2 separate regions of the Gossypium hirsutum genome follow, and region 2 is linked to region 1. Evidence: chromatin contacts called from public Hi-C data. All regions are on one chromosome and are shown on one strand. The core of a region is the stretch at or near the end of the contact, and the rest is flanking DNA. Distances in the headings are between cores, read along the strand shown. Region 1 has its middle 43 kb from the start of LOC107915118. Region 2 holds the start of LOC107915116 (methylenetetrahydrofolate reductase 2).

Region 1 (4,852 bases), core at 1,238-3,737:
CTAGAGGATGTACTTTATGCTATCGGAGATTGTGGTACAGCAAAAGATGTATGGTCCCAGATCATTCCACCTCAGAAAGAAGCCTATTTTTTTCAGGTAATCTGCAGGAATGACTTGATTCTAATTTGCAAAACCGTTGTAATTTTGTCATAAGTAATGTCGATTGTTGTACTTCTTTGGCGTAGTTGCTTGGAGGATTTGGAAGAATATAAATATATGTATCTTTTAGAGTGTGTGTGGAGTTCAGAGGAAATTGTCAAAGGTGCGTAAACAATATATTTCTATTTGTAAGAGAGGAGGTTTTGTAGGGCAAATATTGAGGGTGGAGATGGTGGAAACATAAAGTTGGATTCATACAAGATCTGACAGAGCTATTAAGATTAACATAGGATGCGGTGTTGCAGGAGAAGTTTTGAGAGATCATAATGGGAAATGGATCCTTGGGTTTAATCGCAGATTAGGGAAATGTTTTATATTCGAAGTTGAATTGTGGGGTATTCTCGATGTGTGACGTTTGTGCAAAAAAGACAACACGATAAAGTATTGGTGCAAACAAACAACATGGAAGTTATTAGGGCTATCAAGAATCTTTGTCGAAGTGGTCAAATTCAGCAATAATCAAATGTATAACTCACTTCTTGCAAAATGAAAAGAACCGATCAATTGAATATGTCCCTAGAGAAGAAAATGTTGAAGTTGATTGTATCGCTAAGTTGGCGTTTGGCAGGGAGAAAGGTTTATAGTTATATGTAGCTTCTCCTTTTGACGTTTTCTAGCTTATTGTAAGGTTTCCTATTCTATTTACCAAAAACAGATACATTGTAGATAAATGGTAATAATGATAAACAAGTGTTAACCCTATTCTATTATTGATTTCAAAAGACACAATATTAATATAAAAAACATATCTATACTATATTTTAATAGGCTAATTGAGTTGGTGCTACTCATTAATTGAATTCCAACTCAGTTAGAAAATTACCAAATATTTTTTAATTTTATAAAATAATAAATATTATTTTGAGAATATATTTTTTTTAAATTTTTGATAAATTTAAAAAATTATATACATATAAGTAAAAATAATGAGTATTAAATCTAAAACATCATATAATAATTTGTACTATTTCATCTTTAACATTTCATATAATAAATTCGTTGAATAATTATGGTCACTCAATATTAAAAAGAATTGTGAAACCTAATTTTATTTTGTTATATTATTAAAAAAAAAGGTTAAGTTTGAATTTGACTTAACAAACACAATTTAAGTTTAATTAAATTAAAATTCTAATATTCAATATGAATTGATATAAAATTAGAACTTTTCTCAAAATGAAACTAAATCATTTATAATTACAAATGTTTTATTTACATGCTTTTTGATGATTTAAATGTGTGTTACCGACAAAGACTTTAAGGTTTGGGTTTTATTTTCGACATTTGTTTTAAAATACTCTTAAGGAACACCAATTGTATATAATGTAAACACAGACAAAACTTATCTAAAGATTTGTTCATTTTCCGACATCCATTTCATCTTATACATTTGTTTACTAAAATTAATTACATTTGTCTTTATTCAATGTATAGTAAAAGCTGATTACCATTTTTCCTACAATGCAAGAAACTTGCAGTGTCGGTGGTCACTCGTCCCGATCATGCCTTTTATGAGCTGGGAATATTACTTTCTTAATATATAGGTCCATATTTTTATTTTTTATTATTTTTTAATATTGCATATCGTTTTTATTTTATATAATTCATGTAAATAGTTATTTTAAAGATAATTAAAATATTTTAATAATAAAAGTAATTAAAGTATTTATAAAATATGAAAAATTATATTTAATACAATGTTTGAAAGATGAACATATGATGGATTCTTAAATCTTAATTGTTTAAATCTCCACAAACCAGTACACATAAATTACATATTAATTTTATTTTGAAATTAAAAGTCATTCTATGTATTTTTCTTGTAGAGATAATATTTCAAAAGACCATAGAAAAAAATAAAATTGTAAATATAATAAAAATATATGAAAATAATTATAATTATTCTTGTATTAACAACTTGTTACCCAAAGAAATATTAGGTTATTAAAAGAATAATTATAATTATTTTCATATATTTTTATTATATTTATTTGAAAAAAAATGGAAGCAGAAAATTATATGCAGAGTTAAAATACTTTTTATCATTATTGTATAATGATTAATAATATATGTAAAATGTATGTGATTTATCTAATGTGATGTTATATCAGAATACCTTAAATACAACACACGATATAAATACACAAATATCTTTTTCTTCTTTAAATACAATTATTTTTCTAAGCTGACATGGAATAATTTTGTGAAAAATAAAAGAGATTTTATAAATTTGAAATGATTAAAAGTAGGTGTCCTTACAATAAGGGAAGGGTAGCTTAAATATTCCTTCCGGCCTTCCCCCCTATCATGTCTCTTTATCACATGGGAAACATTATGCACAATGATGCCAAAAACCCATTCTTCCTTTATTTTCTTAATAATAATGTGATAACACATTACTCTTAAAATTCTCCATTTGGGACAAATATAACAGAATTGCATATACATCAAATTTATTCGATTTTTAAATTCAAATTTAAGTTTCTGTATTCACATTCTCTTGTTGATGATTCGGTTACTGTAAATAGTTCTGAGGGTGTACAACAATTTGGGTATTAAATTTATAAAATTAGTGTTTTTGTCCATTAATAAAATATCATGATTAAAAAATCATTACAATAATATTAATGATGAAATTCAAAATTTTTACTATAAAATGAGTGACTAAAGCTATAATTGAAAGTCAAGCAATAGTTTTAACATTCTTGTATCAAGATACAATGACTATGGAGATAAAGCCTATGAGATTTTTAATTAATAACAAAAATTAATTGATTCAATTAAATATTAAATAAATTTGATGACAAATAAATATTAAATGTAATAATATTTAATTTAAGAGAAAATATTTGATACATTGTCAATAAATTTTTTGAAAAGAAGTGAGAAGTGAGCAATAAGTATATAGTAAAATATTAAAAATAAAAAAGTACATAATAATTTTTTAAAAATTGGTTGTGTTCTAACCCTTACTTTAAGGGTATAATCTTCTTTAAAAACGCAATCATTTCTTAATCAAAGATTTATCCCGAGTGACGACACTTCTTCAAATGGATAAGAATGTTAGATCATATCCAATTAGAGGTCGCATTGAATTTTTTTTTTTCCTTTTGGTGCTCATTAAACTATGGACCAGCTTTCACTAAAGTTGAGGAATAGCTCTTGGAACTTTGGGAATCATTTGGCTTCAAAGAAGTACACTTGAAAAATCATTATTCACGTAGAAAAGAGATTTGTTTAAACAAACATTTGATCTTGATTCCAGACTTCCAATTTCTTTTTTGAAAAATTAAGCTTCATGAAAATGATAAGCGAAAAGAAATAAAATAATAATAATAATATAAAAGTTTTATATCTTAAAGTTGAAGGATTGTTATATCTTATGTAGAGAACTATGTATACCTCATAATATATCTTGCGAATCTGACAACGTACTTATAGAGAACTCGACATGTGTTTCTCAATGGAACTAGACATGGTGGGTCTTGAGTTAGTTTGTGAACCTCAGCTTGACGAACTTGGGAGCTGGGCATCTCCGCTAAGATTATATAAGGACTACGTGGAGATTTAGAGTAATTGATTGGCAGTCGTCCTAAAACATCATCCTAGGACTTAGCATCAACGTCACTACTAGGAGTATCAAATCAAACTTCCATATCAGTGACCTCAGAACATGTAGCTAAGTTTGTTCCCCACTATAAAAGGTCCATGCAACAACTTATACACTACGTACTCACTCCTTCAATTCCCAAACTCTTCCACTAACTAACCTCTTTCCTAATCTTCACACTACCTTCCCCGTTCAGCCACCATCTTCCAAATTTTTTTACCTCACTAATTAGCAATTGGTGTGGTGAGTGTGGACAAACATGTCGAACCCAAGTGTTAGGGATCCTCTCAGCATCGAGTTTGATCCCACCCACGACCAAGTTATAGACCCCACTAGTCGTAACACAAGAGGAAATATAGATCAAACCAGAACAACTCAAAACCCAAACCCCATACATGACAACCAAAACACAAACCCTCAAATCAACAAAATCAATACCAAAAAAACCTATACAAATAATTTTACCACTACCCCCATGATAATTTAACCTACAAAATCAACACCATGCCGGAACATCACCTACTGATCAGGGATCCCAACATCACTAGTCCAATAATCAACAATATTTGGACATGCAAAAGAGAATAAGAGTTATGAAGGAACAAATATCCTCCTAGAAGAAGAGATACGAAGAGTAATAAAATTTTATCCAAGAACAAATTGATAAACAGAAGCAAGCAAATAAAAGAAATGAGAAGCTTATTGAGCAGTCAAGAACAGGTAGGATGAATCGTGATAAAAACCCATGGCATGAAGGGGAAGAATCCATCCCTTCTTAGCATGACCGTCGACATGCAAACTAAGATAATGATGATTTAGTGGATGATATTGACATGGATGATAGCTATGATGAAGATTATGATGATAGTAAAGGAAAAATCCAGTTATGAAAGCGATTTACTATTATAGCGGAACTTTAAAAATGTTCAAAACCAAGTCGATTTGTGATATTTATACTAATAAACATTCTACCAAAAAGTACTTGTGTTTTTTGCTAGATGGATCCAAAACATTCCTAGCCTTCAACTAAATGATATTCTCCGCTATCCTTGTACCACAAATTGTATCGAATGTGGGCTTGAG
Region 2 (4,852 bases), core at 1,311-3,810, 77 kb before region 1:
GTTTCGCTGAATTTCATTGATCTTGTATGTTCTTTGTAGGTATATTATGGATATATTTGTGAGGTTGATTTACATGTTAAACCCATTCAGCTATAATCTAATAGGATTTGTTTTTGGGATTTGCAATGTGTTGTTTTGGTTTTCTTGCTACTAACATGACATATGTTTATGTTTGTTCTTCTTGTTGGTGGTGCTGTGAAAAAAAAAATGATACAGTAACATATTATGGCATTTTCTAGCAAACTTGGAAGCCTTCTGAGGTTAAATGGGCAAATCCCAGCTACATCCATGCTTAGCTCTATTCGCTGCATGTCCACATCAACCAAAAAGCTTTTTATTGGAGGTATTGACACATTGGATTCTTGGCTGAAGATTTGATGCAGATATAATTTATATTGTGTATTTGACTTGAATCTATGCTTCTTAGGCCTTTCATATGGAACTGATGATCAAACTCTCAAGGAAGCATTTTCGGGGTTTGGTGATGTGACAGAAGGTGAGTTGTATCACTAATGCTGATGATATTATGTTTTTGGTTTTTTTGTAAGTTTGACTATTGTAGTCTAGTATATAAATAGTAGCTTCATTTTCTTGTCAAGCAGATGAATGGGGTTCTTTTGTTCTATCTTTTCCCTCGGGCATGGGTTACTTGTAACAGCGCACAAAGTGTGACTAGGAATTTTAATGTGTTTCTTAGGTGTTTGCTGTTGTTCATTTATTGTGTGTTTTGGATGCATAACGCATAGTTTGGCATGTCTAGGCTCTATTCATACGTGTTGTCCATTCTCGAAATGCTTACTAGTTTATCTCTAGAGATTTCTCATGGCAGAAGTTGAATAATGATGACTGCTGGTGAGCATGTAGTATTGTGTTTTAATTGAAAACTATAACCAGGTTGCTTGTCTACTTGGTTAATGATTTGGCCAGTGAACTCTGCGTTTTTTTAATGTCGTTTATGAATGATGGTATCTATTACAGATTAATAACGCCTGCTTCTATTCACGTTCTCATTCTCTGATTTATGTTGGTCAGCTAAGATTATCATCGATAGAGACACAGGGAGGTCTAGGGGTTTCGGTTTTGTAAACTTTGCTGATGATGAATCTGCCAGCAATGCCTTGTCAGCCATGGATGGTCAGGTGAGGGAAAAAAGACATTGGTATATGGAACATGTTTCTGGTGAATCTGGTATTTGATTATTTTGTGGTACTGAAATTACAGGAACTCAATGGCCAAATATTCGAGTAAGTTATGCCAATGAAAGACCTAGTGGCGGCCCTCGAGCTTATGGTGGTAATGGTGGTTTCCGTGGTAGTGATAGTTTCGGTAGGGATGCTGGTTACTAGGTTCTCGCATCAAAATCTTTCCATAATCATGTTCCTAGAGCTAGTAGATTTGATGATACAGTTATTTATATTCGAATTATATGCTAAAAACTTATGCAACTAGTTTTCTCTAGTTAGAGGTTGATTAATTAATTGTGATTTTTTCCTTGAGTTATCAAGGTTTTTTTTAATTAATAACTTTTTATTTATAAAATCAATTAAATATTGCCAAAATATTTTTAGTAAATATAATTTTCATGTGTAATATTTTTTTTCAATCTATATCATGAGTGTAGTAAATTTTAGTATTATATATTTTTGTATTTGTATTTGAAATATTTCATAAATAAACATAGTGATGTTTGAAAAAATTATTTTATAATATTAGAAATTAACCTTCCCACATTATAGGAGGAAGAAACAAATATTTTTGATATATAAATATTATATGTATAAAAAATATATCAAAAAAATTAGTTGATGTTTTTTACAAAATAAAATATATTTAACATTTTGATAAAATATCAAATTTATAAAAAAAATACTTTTATTATACAATTGGTAATAATTATTTAATTTTATAAATAAAAAAATATTAATTTAAAAAATAAATTAAAATAAAAATTTGAAAATAATATTAATTAAAAATATTAAATAAAAAATTTAAAACGATATAAAATAAAAAATACAAATGTGAATCAAATCTAAAATCACTATTAATTAATTATTTAACCAAAAAAAAGCTTGAGGAAGAAAATATTAAAAACAAAATCACCAAAAGAAGTGATGTGTTAAAAAGTTAAAAATGCATTCTACAAAATACGTTTCAGTTCTCTCCACAAAATCAATCTATTTTCTTAAAAATGGTATTTATTTTTATTAAAATCGGCCATAAAAAGAGTAAGGAAAAAGGTCAAAAGCTGATTCAGTGTACGAACTAAAAAGAGGGATGAAACTAAAACAATAAAATAATAGTGAGTTTTGGTAAGAAAAGGAAAATACAACCGCCAATTTTGTGATTCATTTCAAGCTGACGCCACCAACATGTCGGCATCGCTGTTTGTGGTTGGTAAGCAATATATACGACAACCGTATTTGTATCTTATGGTCTAATTTCCTCTCACTCCCTCTACTTTTTTAAATTTAAAAAATTTAATCTCCCATTTAGAAATCAAAGTTGACTTGATAACACTTTAGTTAAATCTGAATTGATTATATATTTTCAAATTAAAGAGATTGGTTTTGCTAAATTAAAAAAAAGTGCAAAAGGGCAGGGGCATAAGAATTAAACCGTATGGTATTGACCTTTAATGGGTAAATACTGAATTGAGAGTGGGATAAGGCCATTGGGTTGTTGAGTGGGCAACAACGTCATTTCAAAAGACACCAACCCCCATCCGTTCCCTTCCTCTCTCAAATACAAATACTCCCATTGCAATGCCTCCACCTCCCATCTCTCTCTTAACCAACCACAAACCCATTTGTGAGTCTCTTTTTCCTATTTTTCTGGGATATTTTTGTGTTTCCATGAATTTGGGACAATGTACTACTACAAATGTTAGATTTGGACTTTCAGTCTTTGTTTAGTGCCTTGTTGATTCTTCACAATGTATTTCTTAACAGTAGCCGCTTAAATTTTAGCTCATCTGATCTATGACTTTTAGTTTATCATTCATGCTTTATCCTATACGATTTACTTAGAAAGGATTGATTTCAAGATTGCCCATTTTTATCTTCTTCTATGATGTTCAAATTGATCGTTTTTGCTCTGAACCATCGGTTATTCTTTTAGATTCAGATTCGGTCTTGGGTTTGTTTTGTTGCGACTTCCTGTTGTTCTTTTCTTGTTTTATCTCTCCAAACACCTCAGTTTCATATTGAATTCTTGCAGAAGTTGGTGTTGGTGACACCGAGAGTTCAAGATCCAATTAAAGATGAAGGTGATAGAGAAGATCCAATCTTTGCAAGAAGGGAAAGTGGTGTTTTCCTTTGAGTTCTTCCCTCCAAAGACTGAGGATGGAGTAGACAACCTATTCGAGAGAATGGATCGTATGGTTGCTCATAACCCGTCCTTCTGTGACATTACATGGGGTGCAGGTGGTTCCACTGCTGATCTCACCCTCGACATTGCTAACAAGATGCAGAATATCATCTGTGTGGAGACGATGATGCACCTCACTTGCACCAATATGCCCGTAGAGAAGATTGACCATGCTCTTCAGACCATCAAGTCCAACGGTATTCAGAATGTTCTCGCCCTCCGAGGTGATCCCCCTCACGGCCAGGATAAGTTTGTCCAGGTCGAAGGCGGCTTCTCCTGTGCCCTTGATCTGGTAAAGCCATTGCTCATTCTGCCCTGTTTTTATTTCTTAATGTACATATGTTACTAACTTTTAATTCCTATTCTAGGTGAAACATATCAGATCTAAATATGGTGACTACTTTGGCATCACAGTTGCCGGTTATCCAGGTGCTTTTCATAGACATATATACATATATAAGAGGCTTGTTCATGTGGCTTTTGATTAATAGTTTGCTTTCTTTGCTCAGAGGCACATCCCGATGCCATAGGAAATGACGGTGTAGCCACACCTGAAGCTTATCAGAATGAACTTGCCTACTTAAAGAGAAAGGTTTTACTCTTTAACTCATTGCTTGATTTGAAAATATTGTCTTAATTCTAATTTATATTGGTTAATTTTCATGCTAAAATCTTCTTTACTACATAGGTTGATGCAGGAGCTGATCTGATTGTTACTCAACTGTTTTATGATACCGATATCTTTCTCAAATTTGTCAATGACTGTCGCCAAATTGGAATTAATTGTCCTATCGTGCCGGGTATTATGCCCATTAATAACTACAAGGGTTTCTTGCGAATGACTGGCTTTTGCAAAACTAAGGTATGCGGTATAACATGATATTTTTGAGCATTAAATAGTATCAATTTGGTAAAATTTATTCAAATGGTGCATGTACTAGTGGGATGTTTTTGCATGAAGGAAATGAAAGCAGCATCATTCTTCTCAAAAGGCTAAAAGATACAAGGTTCTGAAGGCCTCTAATTTGGAAGGGCATCCCACGTCATTGCAATGCACTCTTTGCTTGTTTTTTCTTGGCAACTAATTATTACATCCGCTTATAAAGAGTGGCCACAAAAGCTATTTTTGGTGGCAATTTCTGTTAACATTTTAAAAATGTAACACCTGCATGGCTCATTGTAGATACCAGCTGAGATTACTGCTGCCTTAGAGGCTATCAAGGACAACGAAGAAGCTGTCAAAGCCTATGGAGTTCACCTTGGAACAGAAATGTGCCGCAAGATTTTAGCTCATGGGGTTAAGACATTGCACCTTTATACATTAAACATGGAGAAATCTGCATTAGCTATCCTAATGGTTGGTTTTTGTTATCCCATATTATATCATTATTTTGGCATGTAGAGGTGATTATGGAATAGCATTTACTTCTTTAACTTTGAAATTTAGAAAGGAAAATTCTTGGAACAAATATGTAGTTCAAGATAT

The links. Hi-C and Micro-C count contacts between places; a contact is called where the count stands out from the background.
Region 2: a contact with region 1 is called in a Hi-C map of anther, with 4 times the contacts expected there. The contact joins the promoter of LOC107915116 here to the enhancer-like site in region 1. A contact is called at or near these places in 19 of 34 Hi-C or Micro-C datasets (anther, callus, fibers and 4 more).

What each region holds. Positions count from the first base shown.
Region 1 is chrA10:71,967,371-71,972,222 of Gossypium_hirsutum_v2.1, reverse strand. No RefSeq gene overlaps it. Among protein-coding and RNA genes, the nearest start is that of LOC107915118, 43 kb to the left of the region's middle. Within about 2 kb of position 2,487, at least 1 of the 9 cell types and tissues checked has an H3K27ac peak or open chromatin away from gene starts, as enhancers often do. A contact at or near this core is called in hypocotyl, where this site is marked.
Region 2 is chrA10:72,043,997-72,048,848 of Gossypium_hirsutum_v2.1, reverse strand. It overlaps LOC107915116 (methylenetetrahydrofolate reductase 2), which reads left to right and starts at 2,560. Exons shown (of 12, transcript XM_016844257.2): 1 at 2,560-2,808; 2 at 3,217-3,658; 3 at 3,735-3,795; 4 at 3,876-3,958; 5 at 4,055-4,228; 6 at 4,550-4,723. The coding sequence starts at 3,260. It also overlaps the pseudogene LOC107915114.